Linked DNA regions of Hordeum vulgare: all the other regions are linked to region 1. Evidence: chromatin contacts called from public Hi-C data. All regions are on one chromosome and are shown on one strand. Each heading gives the region's core, a stretch centred on a gene start, on an enhancer-like site or on the middle of the called end of the contact. The rest is flanking DNA. Distances are from core to core; before and after follow the strand shown. Region 1 holds the start of LOC123425496 (GDSL esterase/lipase ACHE-like). Region 2 holds the start of LOC123425494 (U-box domain-containing protein 4). Region 3 holds the start of LOC123425499 (SUMO-activating enzyme subunit 2).

The links. Hi-C and Micro-C count contacts between places; a contact is called where the count stands out from the background.
Region 2: a Hi-C map of leaf shows a contact between it and region 1, with 2.6 times the contacts expected there. The contact joins the promoter of LOC123425494 here to the promoter of LOC123425496 in region 1. A contact is called at or near these places in 2 of 6 Hi-C or Micro-C datasets (leaf and seedling) and 1 of 1 datasets of contacts at active chromatin or transcription factors (embryo).
Region 3: a contact with region 1 is called in a Hi-C map of seedling, with 5 times the contacts expected there. The contact joins the promoter of LOC123425499 here to the promoter of LOC123425496 in region 1. A contact is called at or near these places in 4 of 6 Hi-C or Micro-C datasets (leaf and seedling) and 1 of 1 datasets of contacts at active chromatin or transcription factors (embryo).

The regions. Positions count from the first base shown.
Region 1 is chr2H:127,107,398-127,111,885 of MorexV3_pseudomolecules_assembly, reverse strand. It overlaps LOC123425496 (GDSL esterase/lipase ACHE-like), which reads left to right and starts at 2,199. Exons shown (of 6, transcript XR_006621839.1): 1 at 2,199-2,660.
Region 2 is chr2H:126,710,472-126,715,353 of MorexV3_pseudomolecules_assembly, reverse strand. It overlaps LOC123425494 (U-box domain-containing protein 4), which reads right to left and starts at 3,611. Exons shown (of 2, transcript XM_045109192.1): 1 at 2,444-3,611; 2 at 1,766-2,336. The coding sequence starts at 3,442. The coding sequence ends at 2,250.
Region 3 is chr2H:127,552,539-127,557,406 of MorexV3_pseudomolecules_assembly, reverse strand. It overlaps LOC123425499 (SUMO-activating enzyme subunit 2), which reads right to left and starts at 2,804. Exons shown (of 11, transcript XM_045109195.1): 1 at 2,712-2,804; 2 at 2,453-2,542; 3 at 1,772-1,855; 4 at 1,452-1,670; 5 at 352-453. The coding sequence starts at 2,765.

The DNA.
Region 1 (4,488 bases), core at 950-3,449:
TTTTGGGGTGTTACAGAATAGAAGAGAGTATCTTCGCTAGCCGTAGAGTTATGTGCAAGGTGGATTCTATGAGTGAAGCCGACGAAGACATGATTCCAACCGGTTTGAACCTCACCGGGTTGGGTGCGCCGAGCCGGCTCGACGATGTTGATGCGGATCTCCGGCTCGGGTCGTGACTCGCCGATCTTGCCGATGAAGATGTGGATCTTGCCAAAGGGGACTCAGTACGTGTACTCGATTGAGCCGGCCTCGAGACCCTAGCCTGAATCATTGATGTAGAGCTTGCCACGATGACTCTTGGGCATCCGACCGATCGCATATCCCTCGATCCCTCGAAGAACTTCCTCCAAGAACTCAATACCACCGTGCGTTATCCCCATGGTGGAAGCCAACTGTCGTGGTTTTGTCCCGGGAGATGTCCTAGCGAGAGGACTAAGTCTAGGAGCCATTGCAACTAGGTGGTTGCTTGGATGGGGCTGATCGAGAACGAGAGACAAGGGTTTACCCAGGTTCGGCCCCTTTGATGGAGGTAAAAGCCTATGTCCTGCTTTGTGTGTTATTAATGATGGTAATCTCGATTACGGTGCGGAATCGCTAACTTAGCTCTCAGGGTTTCTTACTTAGTCTTCCGACCTCAGGGGGTCCCTTTTATATATATATAGGTTAAGACCCTGAAGTTATAATAGAACCTGAGTCGTAAAACAACCCGTGACCTAGTCTATTTCTCCTTGCCTTGTCTTTCCAGTAAAGGAAATTCCTTATGACTCCCTCCATGAGCCGGCTCGCCAAGTACTAATCCACAAGCCGGCCTTCCTTGATGAGCTGCCTCATGGGCTTTGAACTTCGGGGCTTTCGCGGGCCATACAATGAACCTATTCATGAGCCGCCTACTTGACAGCCGGGTCATACCGTGGGGCATATCCCCAACAACATCTCCCTACGCGCTTTCGGCAAGTTCAATTCGATTGGCAAAGGCGACAACGCTACATGAAGCAACAACGGTACCGGCTCGGCCACCCTCGTCGCCGGTGGACCCTGATCCTACGACGACGAACTCCTACCATGCTGCTCGATGAATGGATTGGGTGGGTTTAGGGGAGGCACAGTAATGGAGGTGGGTGGGGAGGAAGGAGGGTGAGGAGAGGTAAATTGCCTCGACGGCACGGTTCCCAAGGAGGGAGAAGGGCACGGTTCCATCCGAGTGAGCCAAATAAATATATATAATAATTTGTTTCTAATTGATCTATATTATGTTCATCACTATTTGCCATAGTTTTTTTGCTACACGGGCCTAAGGTTACACTATCAAAGTTGGCATCACTCTTTGTCACACTTGATATCATCATGTCACATTTTCTCGAGTTGGAGTCTAGTTTGCATACAAAAATTCTTGCCATAAGTAGTGGTGAATCTAGCACGGGCTTCGACAGGCTCGAGCCCTTCCTTCAAAAGTTAGAAAAGAAAATTTACTACCATACTATATTTTTTTCATCTTATTTAGACAAAAATATCGAAAGGTTTTAACTTTTTATACACACATTTGACATTGAACCCTCGATTCATTTTCTTCCAAAATTCATCACTGGCCATAAGTGTACATGCCATTAAATGAGTCAAACTCGTGACAGGCTTAGGATATGCAAATAGTGACAAGCTTACTATGCCAACCAAAAACATCCTCGCACCTCAACACGTGCATTCCTTGCTTTCTCTTTTTTCCTTTCGTCCTAAAAAAAAGTAAAGGATGGCGTTGACCAGATCAGATGGCTGAGAGATGCCAAATCGGACGCACATGGTTTGACCGGCCCAAAGCTGGACCGGTCGACCGGCGCCAAATACTGGCCAAATAAAAAAGGAAAAAAGAAGAGCCTAGCCCATATCTAGAGCGTAGCGTCACAAGCTCCACTTCTCGGAGCACAAGAGAAGATAACCACGAGCCAACAGCAAACGAACACCCTCGAATCCCGCGCCGGACCACGAGGGCGGACGGACTGGCGCGCCCGTGAGCACCGTCACCCCGTGTATCGGTGTATGTAAGTACTATACACGCAACGTTTCTTGCGATGAATTTGCGTAACGTACGGTAACGCAATCCACCAACAGTTCAACAGAACAGACGCCACGGACGCAGCGTTCCAATCCCATCCGCGCAGGCGCAGTCATATCACCGACTCACCGGTCACCCCCACCACGCACGCCCCCTATCGCTATCGGCCGCGGCACCGCGCCCCGCATTCGGGCTCACGCCCATCTCCATCCGCCGATCCACCCATCCATCCATCCCGCGACCGCCTCAAAACCCCACCACCCCGCTGCAGCCGGCGCCCCGTCCTCCCCGCCCGCCCGCCCGCGCGCACTCCTTCTCTCACTGCGTCACGCTCACCTGACCCACGGAATGGCGTATGCTGGCTCTGGCCGCACCGCCACGGCCGGAGCCGCGGCGCTGCTGCCGCTCGTGTTCCTGCTGCTGCAGGCCTCCGCGGGCGTGGGCGCGGGCGCTGACTGCCACTTCCCGGCCGTGTTCAACTTCGGGGACTCCAACTCGGACACGGGCGGGCTGTCGGCGGCCTTCGGCGCCGCGCCGCCGCCCAACGGCAGGACCTTCTTCGGCATGCCCGCCGGCCGCTACTGCGACGGCCGCCTCGTCGTCGACTTCATCGGTACGTACGTACCGCGTCTTGGCTCGCGCAAGCACCTTCAGTACTGTTTTTTATTTTATTTGAGGACTACCTTCAGTACTGTTTTTTTTTATTTGAGGACTACCTTCAGTACTGTCAGAAGCCCTTCAAAGTCGCTGTACTACCGTGGATCTTTTTTTGTTACTTTTCACCCGCTCGATCTATCCTTCGGTTCTTCTTGCACGGCTGCACACGGGGCTGTTATGGCCAAAACCTACCGCCTACACTTGCAGGAGCCAATAAATGTAGCTTTAATTCGTACCATGCGTACGTAGCGGTGCAGCTGCGAAGAAAACCATGTACTACTACAGTGTAGTTGTACGCTTTCTCAGAGTTTTCTGAAGGAGAATAAAAGTTGGCAGACACGCAGTAACCTGCAGGAGTACAGTAAAATTAGCTTGTAAAAACTTAATCAAGAACCTCTCTTGGAGCAACAAAATGCTACCCTCCGTTTCATAATATAAAAACATTTTTTATATTAATGTAGTGTTAGAAACGATTTTATATTATAAGACGGACGAAGTAGCTGGAGCACTATTCTATTGCACCTACGATGTTGTTTGTTCTACTTTGTGTCACTCACTGGAGTGTAGAGTAAAAAAGAAGGGATGCCTCCAGCCTCCTGAAAGGGCCAAGCAGAACAAGACCTTTCTACCCTACAGCACATCCCTTTTGTTGCTCCGGAACATGTGAGACTGAAAGGCCATTTCAATCCACATCCTGCCTTGAATAAGATGCGGTTGTCCGGCGACGGCGGGCCGGGCATCAGTCCATCGCCGGAAAGCGGCGGCCTTGGGCGATGCGCCGCAGGAGGACGGCTGAAGCAAGCTGCACTTTGGCACCGCCGCCGCGTGCGTGCGAGCGCCCGTGCCGTGGCAATGATGCGACGCCCATGCCTCCATCCAGGACCCGGCACGCCATCGATGGCTGCCGACACCATCGCGCGCAATCCGACGAAAAGGCTAGCAAGCTGCATGTGCGGAACATCACTCGAACGATGCCAGCGTCACGGGAAGATTTTATTTTGTGTTGGGTTGCAGCTGGAGAGGACTATCGTGCACCGGTACTCTTTTGGCTTTCGGAGATGCTGGTTTAACTTTCTGACAATGGGATGCTGATTTGAGAGGGACAGAAAGAAACGTTAGATTAATGTCTCTTTGATTTGCTTGTGATTAAAAATGTTTTCAGAGAAATTGGCAGGATTGAAACCTTTGGTTTCGATGTGTGTGTTTTCTCATTCGTAGGTTAATATTTTCCCCCGAGGATTCATTTACATCCTATTTTGTTTTCATATGGTTTGATCAAACAAAGAAAAACTCAGAAGTAATTCCAAGAACGCTACTAGTGTGCAAGACTTCGTAATCCTACAAACAATTCAATTTTACTTTCTGTTTGGTGTTAGCATTAGGTGACACCTAGTTGGCTAGTTAGAGACCTTGCATTCGATACTTCCCTAAGTAAGACCTAGATTGCTTATGTTCCGTTATCTTCTGTTAGTGGAACCCAAAGCTTAAGGTGGTAGGTGGCTAGAAAAATGGAGCGAAAAAACAAATGCGAGCAGCGTGATCGTACTATATATAGGACGCCATACATTAATTATTGGTGCAGAAGATTTTTACTGCGGTGTCAGAGTATGTGTGGATGCTTTGCTTTAAATATTCTTAGTGGAACGCAATGGGCCACTAGCTTGATCCGGCAGGCGGACCGGCACTACAAGTTGCTTCAAGAAGACGATGTCACCGACTATTTTTCGACGAAAAGGCTAAATCGAGCTATTTATTGCCAAAACTAGCACTACAAATAAAAAAAT
Region 2 (4,882 bases), core at 2,362-4,861, 400 kb after region 1:
TATAGAATGCAACTTTTTCTTTGGAGGGATTTTGTAGAATAAAACTTGAAACATAGGAATAGGAATGGGAACAGTCAACATGTCGAGGGAACGATCATACTTAGAAGGTGTTTGTTTCTATGTTTATTGTGTGTCACCTGTTAACGCTGTAAAGGGAAAACAATCCCTACGTTTGGTAATTGTACATCGTAAACAGGTCACACCGTAAACAGGTCCAGGCCAGTTCTATCTCGATACGTCCCACCCCCAATCGGTATCCATCCCCTGCCATCCTCCTCCTCCTCCCGTGAGAAGCCCTCCCTCCCCGCACAATCCTCCTCCTCGTCTGCTGCCGCCTTCCCGCGCACCTTCGAATGCTGCATCGACGCCTTCACGATCCCCTTCCAGCCCTCATCCGTCGACAGCGTGAGATCGAAGCAGTCGGCAGCACTCGTGACTTAGAAGGGCGAGTTGTGCTTGAGATCGGAGGCGGCAGTGCACATGCTCGACGGTCATCGACGCACAAGATCCGGGAGGCCGTTGACGGACAAGATATAGGAGGGCGTCGACGCTTGATTTTGGGGCCGATCGGCGACGCTTGATTACGAGAACCGCCGGTGACGCTTGATTTGGGGACGGCCGACGAAGCTTAATCCAAGTGGCCGCCCGCGTTTGACTTTTTTCATATATGGCCGCCGGCTCTTGACATATTGGGCTGGGGCAAAGCAATATCATGCCATCTATGGTGAGCATGCTGGTCTGCGAGCAGCAGGGACGGTAATCAATTCTTTTACCTAAAGTGAACCAAACAAACTTAGAAAAATCTCATTACACTTCCTTAAACGGTGTGATCTGATTACATTAACATGATCATTATCATTTCTATAGCCAAACACATCCTTACATGTTTTAGAAAGAAGAAAGAGTCGTGGAGCTGAAGATTAGTCGGGTCAATGTGATTTCTTAGCCGTCGTAGTGCGTATTTCGTAGTAACCCTGTCAAACCATAAATAATACCCTACCATTTACATCAGCACGTTCCACTATCTAGAAACAAACCTTTCAGTTTTTTCAGCACCGTTCAAAGATACGGCCGCGTAGCTGGAGAAAAGGATACACGTTGTGGTAAAGAGACGTTGCCACGGCACGACGTCGTCGTCCCAAAAGAGCGTAGAATCCAGCCAATCACCCACTCCTTGGTCAGGTGGCGACAAGTGCCATTCGACACAACGACGTATGACATGTCCCACCATGCTATCCGTTTCCTACCCTTTGAAGATACTGCTCGTACTACATACATACAGGCGTATGGGAGGATGGGCACGAGCTCCATGCCTCGGAGAAGAGGAGGGCCCGACCGCTCAAATAAAAGAGGAGGGCCCGGGGCCGGGAAGTGCCAGCAGTGGCCAGATTCAGCCAAAGAGCAGCGTCCTTTTCAGCTACAGGGGACGAATAATCAACCAACCTACCGGGCGCGAGATCTTTCAGCTTTACCGCTGCGGGGCCATCCCATTCCGTCGTGCATCTTCTAGGCCACAAACAGCGGCAGAACAAGAAGCCAGCTTTTGGTGGCAACGACCGACTGACCCAGCGAGCAGACGGCAGGCCGCAGCGCGACCACTAGAAAATTCCGAGCTATCGTGCTCGGTTGAACCAGCAAAACATTGCTGATTTACCAAGTCACTCGCTCGCTCACCCACGGCTGACGAGGCACGCCCCACTCCTACCGCAGGAACCTGAGGAGGAGATGGATGGAGTAATAACAACGCTAGAACAACGGCCGTGGATTGCAGTTCAAACCAACCGGTGATTTTCCTTTTTCTTTTCTCCGGAGAACACAATACTTCATTCGTATCCACCAGAAGAAACCAAGCCCGGGATGATGATGATGATGATGATCCCTGACTTGGCACTCACACTCACTCCAACAACAGCACAACTCGCTGCTTCACCACACGTGGATTTGGCTTGCTTCCTCCCCCGAGGAACGAACCAAACTGGTAGAAAACAAAAAGTGAAAAGGAACAGTGGGGAGGAGGAATTTACAGGAGACTTGGCTCCGCCACCATTGTTCTTATCATCTCGCTTGAGGTTGAGGGGAAATGTACACTCGCTCGCGGACGCAAACTCGCTACTGGCTATTTACACGGGCAGGCACGCCGGCCGGCTGGCCAGCTCGTCTCGCTCTCGCCACGGGGAAAGGGGAAAACGCACGCACGCACGCACGCCACCTGGCGTGGCCAAGTTGGAATTGGTGGCTCAACAGTATCATCACTCCGCCGCAACGATCGCCGCCGGCCGGGTGGCGCGCAGGCTCCCGCTCCGCGGTTGCCGTAGCATCTCGATCAGCGCCTCAGCCTGTGGAATCGCAAAAGGAATTAGCATAACCGAAGCTGCGGATTCTGTCCGTGATTATGTATAATGGCCGAAACGATTGTGTTTCGGTGAGGAGCTGCGATTGGTACCTTGGTTTTGAGCTTGGGGCGCGCGGAGGAGGACTGGGAGAGGGCGACGAGGGGAGGGATGGCTCCCTCGCGGGCAACCATCGTGCGGTACGCGGCGTTGTCGTCGCAGATCTGGAGTAGGGAGAGGGTGGCGATCTCTTTCTGCCGCGAGGTCCCGACCTCCACCATCTCCACCAGGACGGGGATGCCGCCCTCCTCCACGGTGGCGGAGCGCCCCTCGGCGAGACCCACCAGGGAGTGGAGCACGTAGGCGGCCTTGTCCACCATGCCGGACTCCGGGTCCGACATGAGGTCCAGCAAGGGGCGCACGGCGCCGGCCTCCACGGCGCGCAGACGGTTCTCGCGCGCGCCGCTGCAGAGCGCATAGAGGGCCGTGGCTGCGTCCTTCTTCCCGCGCGGGCCGCCGGTCTCGAGGAGGGCCACCAGCAGCGGGATAGCGCCCGCGCGGCCGACGGCCGCGGCGGCGGCGCCGTCGAGCTGGGAGAGGCGGAGCAGCGCGCAGGCCGCGTTCTCCCGAGCCGCGGGCGACGCGGCCGACTTGAGCGCGCGCACTAGCGGCCGTATCGCGCCGGCCTCGACCATGAGGGCCTTGTTCTCGTCGCAGATGGAGAGGTTGAGCAGCGCGGTGACCCCGTGCTCCTGCAACAGCGGATCGGCGTGCGACAGCAGGGCCACGAGCGGCCGCACGGCCCCGGACGCGGCGATGCGGATGCGGTTGTCCGGGTTGTGCTTGGCGAGCAGGCGGAGCTCCATGGCCGCGCGGCGGAGCGAGTCCACCGAGGCCGAGGGCGACTCGAGCTCGGCGACGAGCGAGGAGATGGAGCCGTCGGAGGCCTCGGCCGCGCAGGAGAGAAGGAGGCGGTGGATGCCCGCGGCAGCGGCGGGCGTGAAGGAGAGGTCGTCGCTGCCGCACTCGCTGAAGGGCTCGGAACAGGAGGAGTCGCCGCTGTCGCTGTAGCAGCTCCGCCGCCGCGGGGAGACGGAGGCGTCCGAGTCCATCCTCTCCGCCGTGTTCTGCCGGATGCAAATGCCGCCACAGGCGGGGGCGATGAGGCGAGAGGAGGAGGGAGCTGGGGGTGGAAGAATTGGGTGCGTTGCGTTTTCGGGGAGGAGACGGTGGGGCGAGCGGATGAAATAAGGGAGGGGGATCGGGATGGAGTAGCAATAAATTAATTAAGTATTATTATTATTCGCGCAATGGCTCTTCAATCGCTCCTTTTTTTTCTTCCGCTTCTTTGGGTGGTACGATCACCGCCACCGTCAGATCCCGAATCAGACGGCCCCTCACCGCCACCCACCGTCTGAAAGGTATGGCCGTCCGATAGGCATCCAGCGGGGTACGCGGTCCGTATCTCGTTAGGGACGAACCGGTAGCACGGTGGGGGGCGAAGAGTTCAGCGCGCGACACGTGCGTCGCGATGAACCAGCGCCCGGTCGCGCACGTGAGGCCGGCAGCGGCAGGACGCGTGCAGAGCGAGCGGGCCGCACCACGCCGCGCTGCCGGTGGGCTGGGCGCCTCGTGGCCCCACTGCGCAGCGGCAGGTGGTGGAGCGGCGCAGTGGGCATGGTCCATGCCGCTGCTTTGCCCGCGGCGGGGCTGGGGCTTGGCTTGGGGTGGGAGGCAGAAACGCGCGGGTTGGTGCCGCGGCGGTCGGCAGGGGTGCCCCGTCCCCGAGTACAGTTCCCCTGATTTTGACGGTTTTGGATGTCTTCGTCGTGAAAGTGAGGGAAATGGCAGCGTCCGGAATTGGACGCAGTGTCTACAGATCTCACGCCGTTTTGGCTTCTCCTGCCGTCCTGCGTCATTCGACGAATCATACCACGTACTCCCTCCGTTTTAAAATATAAGACATTTTAGAGATTTCACTAAAAGACTACATACAAAGCAAAATGAATGAATGTACACTCTAAAATATGTCTATATACATCCGTATGTAGTTTATAGTGTAATCTTTAAAAGGTCTTATATTTAGGAACGGAAGGAGTACTACGTACTACTCCATCTGTTCCTAAATATAAGTCATTTTAGAGGTTTCACTAGTGGACTATATACGGGTGTATATAGACATATTTTAGAGTATAGATTCACTTATTTTATTTCGTATGTAGACATCTAATGAAATCTTTTAAAAGACTTATATTTAGGAACGGAGGGAGTAGTACCACATGAGCATTTTCCATGCTCCGACGGTGTCTCTTCTTCAAGCCCTTGGGTGTTTGTGCACTGGTTTTATCATTACACGAAAACTCACAGTAATCAATCTTGCGGCTTAAAGGCCCAGCCTCCAAGCATATCATAAAACCAATAGGAAATCCTATTTCGCGCTTCAGCGCCCGTTTGCAGACGGACGCCTGAAGAGCCTATCCGCTGGCCCGGCCCACTTAACGTGAGTTTTTTCTAAGTTTTTAATTCGCGAAAAGCAAAGTTGTTTGACGAAT
Region 3 (4,868 bases), core at 1,555-4,054, 440 kb before region 1:
CATCAGAACTAATCAAAGAAACAAAAGCCGAATAAGCTTGTTCCTTCCCACAATAAACAAAATTATGCATATTAAAGAACAAACTCCCTCCGTTTCTAAATGTAAGACTTCTCAGAAATTTCAATGTGGACTACATACAGATGTATATAGACGTATTTTAGAGCATAGATTCACTCATTTTGTTCCGTATATAGTCCATATTGGAATCTCTACAAGGGCTTATATTTGGGAATGGAGGGAGTACAAACCATCATAATACATAGCCTCGAAAGAAATAGCAGAACATAATTAATATCACAATAAGATAAGCAAACTTGAAAATAATAAACATGCAGAGGCAAAAAGAGGAACCTTTGATGGAGTGCTTGTAATTGTGCAGACTGGATATGATTTTGGGACAGGCTTAGGTTGGCATTCATAGCACTCTGTTTTACCTTTGACATGAACCGTAACCTGCAAAATAGAATGCCAATTGCTTTTAGTAAAGCATTAACTTGACCTATTCAGCAGAGAGCCAGAAACACCTTGATTATTTCAGTGACCATTTGTAGCTTGCAGTTTCACAGTTGACAGATGTGCTATAAATAACGAGGATGGTTAAAACCCATTTTATACCAAGCAGTTTAGGCCTGGCCACTAAATGGTATGCATTTATATCAAGGTAACACTTAGGTTTTGGCAATTGATTTACATGAATCAAATGCTGACTCATATATTGCATGTTCACGGCACAACTATTCGATGTACAAGTTTCCAGATTATGTCACTTATTCAGCTCTTGATGGTCTATTTTCAGCTTCAAGTCAACTACTAAATGCAATGATATGTACATGACTACAAGCAAATGTCAACCATATGCAAAGTGTACAACAACAACAAAGCCTTTTGTCCCAAACAAGTTGGGGTAGGTGAAACCCATAAGATCTCGCGACCAACTCATGGTTATGTACACAAAATATAAATAAATACTAGCAAGTCATGCAGCGGGGTGTATATAGGCTTTTTAAACACGGTCATTTTTTAAAAAGCATGCATAAGCAGCTCTTGTGGAAAGAGAGTGGGCAGATGCCTACTTTCTGTTATACATGTGAGCTTATCTACACCCGGAAGGCCCAGTTTAGAAATGACAATGCATTTCCCCATGTGTCCTTGCGTAATTGTGCAAAGGTCCAGACCAAACATTTAGCCATGTTATCAGAGTGTACAGAATGGCCATCTCAACTGGAAAGTTGTACACCTAGGGTAAATATTACTGCTATATTACTAACAAAATGAACAGGGATCACCAGCGGTTAGCACACTGGCTAACAATCAAATATCATGGAATACCTTCTAACAGGAGTGCTACAAGCAAAATACAAAAGACAAGCATAACAATACCCACAGGCATTAGTGACAAGGGAGATGCAAAGATAACAAGAGACAAAAACCATGATATTTGGTCAACTCACCTGTCCGAGAAACCCAGTGGTCCCACTTTCAACCAACGGAACTTCAGCAGCAAGGCAGAGGCGATTCACATGTCGTCTAGCATCCAAGTTATCAAGGCCATTCAAAACTACATTAAACTGCTTGAAAAAGTCAACATTGAACTTGGCATCCTTAACATTTGCATGGTGTGATTTTATATTGATATTTGGCCTAAATTTCAGAATAGCATCACGAGCAACCTGACAAAATCAATGGTGAAAACATCATAAGCAGGCATCAATATGAAGAAGTACCCAAGATAACTATACCTATCATATGTTCGTGTAGAAAATATACTTACATGGGCTTTTGACTGTCCAACGTGACTCTTCCGAAACAAAAACTGTCTGTTCAGATTGCTGACCTCAATTGTGTCCAAGTCAATCTGCATAAGAAAAGCAACAAGATGAACCCAGAAGTGTGTCAAGCAAATTGATTCATGTAGCTCTGGTTGCCTGAACAAGGATTACTCCATGTATATTTTAAAACAACTTTGCGTTCAAGGTACATCAACCTCAAGGAACTACCATGAAGATATCACTTTTCATGACAGTGCACAAAACATGAGCCAACTGGGCTCGCCCTATCCACAACGTATTTTTTGACAAAAGAAAACACCGTTGTCTGTAACTTTTAACAGGAATGACACACTTTGTGGCATTGACTGTATGTCATTTTGTCATAGCCAAGCATAGGTGTGTTATCACAATCTAAGAAGGCAGTAGCAGCGCCCTAAAACCAAGACAGCGCAGAGGGAAGTAAGCGCAGCCTGAAGGAAAACGTTTATGCATCTATTTTTCAGCGTCAAGTCAACGCTAAGACCATCACAGATCCCGCTACCGACACAGAGACGCAACGGCCATCCACCGCGGTGCTGCCGACAAATAGCTAATACGCATACAAGATTCGAACTAAACCTAGGCATGGTGTCAACAAAGGGTGCGGAAGCAAGGGGGCATGTAGTAGTAGATAACAAACTTACGACGTGGATGTCGCTGAAGCCGGAGAGAGCGAGGGTCTTGAGGAGCTCGCACCCGATGCCTCCAGCCCCGACCATGAGAACCTTCGCCGCCTGCGCAAAAAGCGAACACGGGCACCACCAGACGAACCGAATCAGGCGCCGAGATCCCAGGAACAGGAAGAGGGGAGAAAAAACACGAGCCGCGGAGATCCCCACGAGCGCCCGCGGCGGCGGGAGCACGGGGGCGGGGCGGAGGGAGAGGGCTGGCGGCGTGGCCTACCTTGATGGCCTCCTCCGAGGAGGCGGGGGCGGGGGCGGCGGCGGCGGCAGCCATGGGGGAGGGGGCGCCGGCGGCGGCGAGGGTTTTGAGGCGCCGAGGGTTTGGTTTGGGTGGGAAAGGAATTCGGGGGAGGGAGATTTGGGAGGAGGGGGGAGATGGAGGAAGGGAGGGAGGGAGGGAGGCTTTGATGAGGTGAGGCGGGTCGCGTCGCGTCGCTCCGCACCCGGGGAAGGAAGGAAGCGTCGTGGAAATTGAGGGGTCGCGCTCGCGCTGCGGCTGCTGGCTGCTGGCTGCTGGTGGTGGTCAGTTGCGCGGCCTGGTTGCAAGCCTTGCAGTTGCAGAACGACGGGACGGTTGGACTGGATGGATTGTTTTAATTTTTTTAGGCAATGGACTAGATGGATATGCTACGATCTGTGGGCGGGCGGGCGGTGGGGCCTGCTGGGAGCCTTTTGGGAACTGCTGGTTCACCTTTGGCTTTTTTTTTTATGGATAACCTTTGGCTTTTCAATCCCTGTTCCCTTTGGCCTAGAAAAAAAAGGTAAAAATTCAAATAGAAGGGACTTTTTTCTCGAATTTAGGGTCTATTCTGTTTGAATATTCTCCTAAGCAATATCGGAGAGGTTAATTTCTTAAAAAAATCGACTTTGTGTGACTGAAAATATATTCTTATTTCTTGCGGTTTGTTTTGTATGTGTTTTTAAAGAAAGATGTCGATATAATGCGGCCTTGTGGAAATCTTCTTTCTTGCAATGGAAATGATGACATGCTTAATCTTTTATGGAAATAATGCATATGGCCAACCAAACAACAACTACAAACAATTCATGCGTTTTCAATTTCTCTAGGATTGGAAATTGTCATGACATTCCATTTTTACAGTATATCTTTCATATTCATAGATTTTTTTTCTTACCTCGTGATTTTATCCTGAGCTTTCATCTATAATAAGTTCCGCCTCAATCTATTATGTGCTTTTATGGAAATACTCATCTCCTCCATTTCATCTGATCAAAGGCATTTGACTCTAACTTGGACATTTGTGGACCATTCCATCCCTTCCTACATGCAGGGCCCGCTAAATAAATGTGGTGCTATATTCTCTTACCGATGGGACCCACCCAAGAAAAAAAAGTCGTTGTTGTTGGTGAGGCTGGGCTAGGGACAAGAAAGAACTAAGGAAATAATCAACATTTCACGCACGGGCGGCGACACTGGGCGACAACGATTGATTTGAGATAAACAATTTTTAATATAAGTAAATCAACCACGAGATATGAAGTGGGTGGCATGGATTTGGGTTTCTTAACACTATCTCTCAGCACAATCCAGAGAAATGACTTTTTCCTTTGTTTCGGCTAGTTGTGCGGCACGGTTGACAGAGTTGCATGGACAGTTTGCTTCCCCTGATACGCCAGGAGGGGGAGTGCAAGCACGTCGCACATGTCTATGTCGTTGTTCGTTGGCGTCGGGGATGAGGTAGCGCTATCGTGGAACACGAGCACCTATGGAACCCAAGGGTTCCTTGCAGTTCTGCGGGGGAGGTGGATGCGCGAAGAGCCGACCTAAAGATCGGGGCACGATCGTTGTTTACCCAGGTTCGGGCCGTTTGGAGACGTAAAACCCAAATCCTGCTTCGTGTTAATGGTGTAGAAGTGATCAGCTGCTAAGCGTCGATTGTCTAACTGTCTAACCTTCCCAGGTGCATGCCCAGGGCCTCCTTTTATACGCTGAAGGGGTCTCCTACAGGGGCAGCATAGGATTTTCACGAGGTGCACGGTAGCACAGTGCACCCACAAGTTGCATAATGCGCTACAATGGAACTGTCGTCTTAGCAGACACATTAATGGCTTCGTCGGGTGCCCCAAAGATGGGACAAGGGGGCGTCCCATCGGCACTGTACCCCCAGGTTCCGCTCGACACGCGTCAATCAGAATGACACGTATCAAGTGGCTAGGGGGCAGCTGGCCGCAGCGCTGGCACAACGATGCTTCGGGACCCTGTCGGGCTTGATGTACATTGGAGCGTGGGTATCTCTCCCGGCAAGGAGCTTGTCGGGGTCTTGCTGCCTTCCTCCCGACGAAGGGGCTTGCCGGGGCCTTGCTTCTGGTCTTCGGTCTTGAGGCTTCGGAGTCCTTCAGAGTAGTCTTGGCGTGG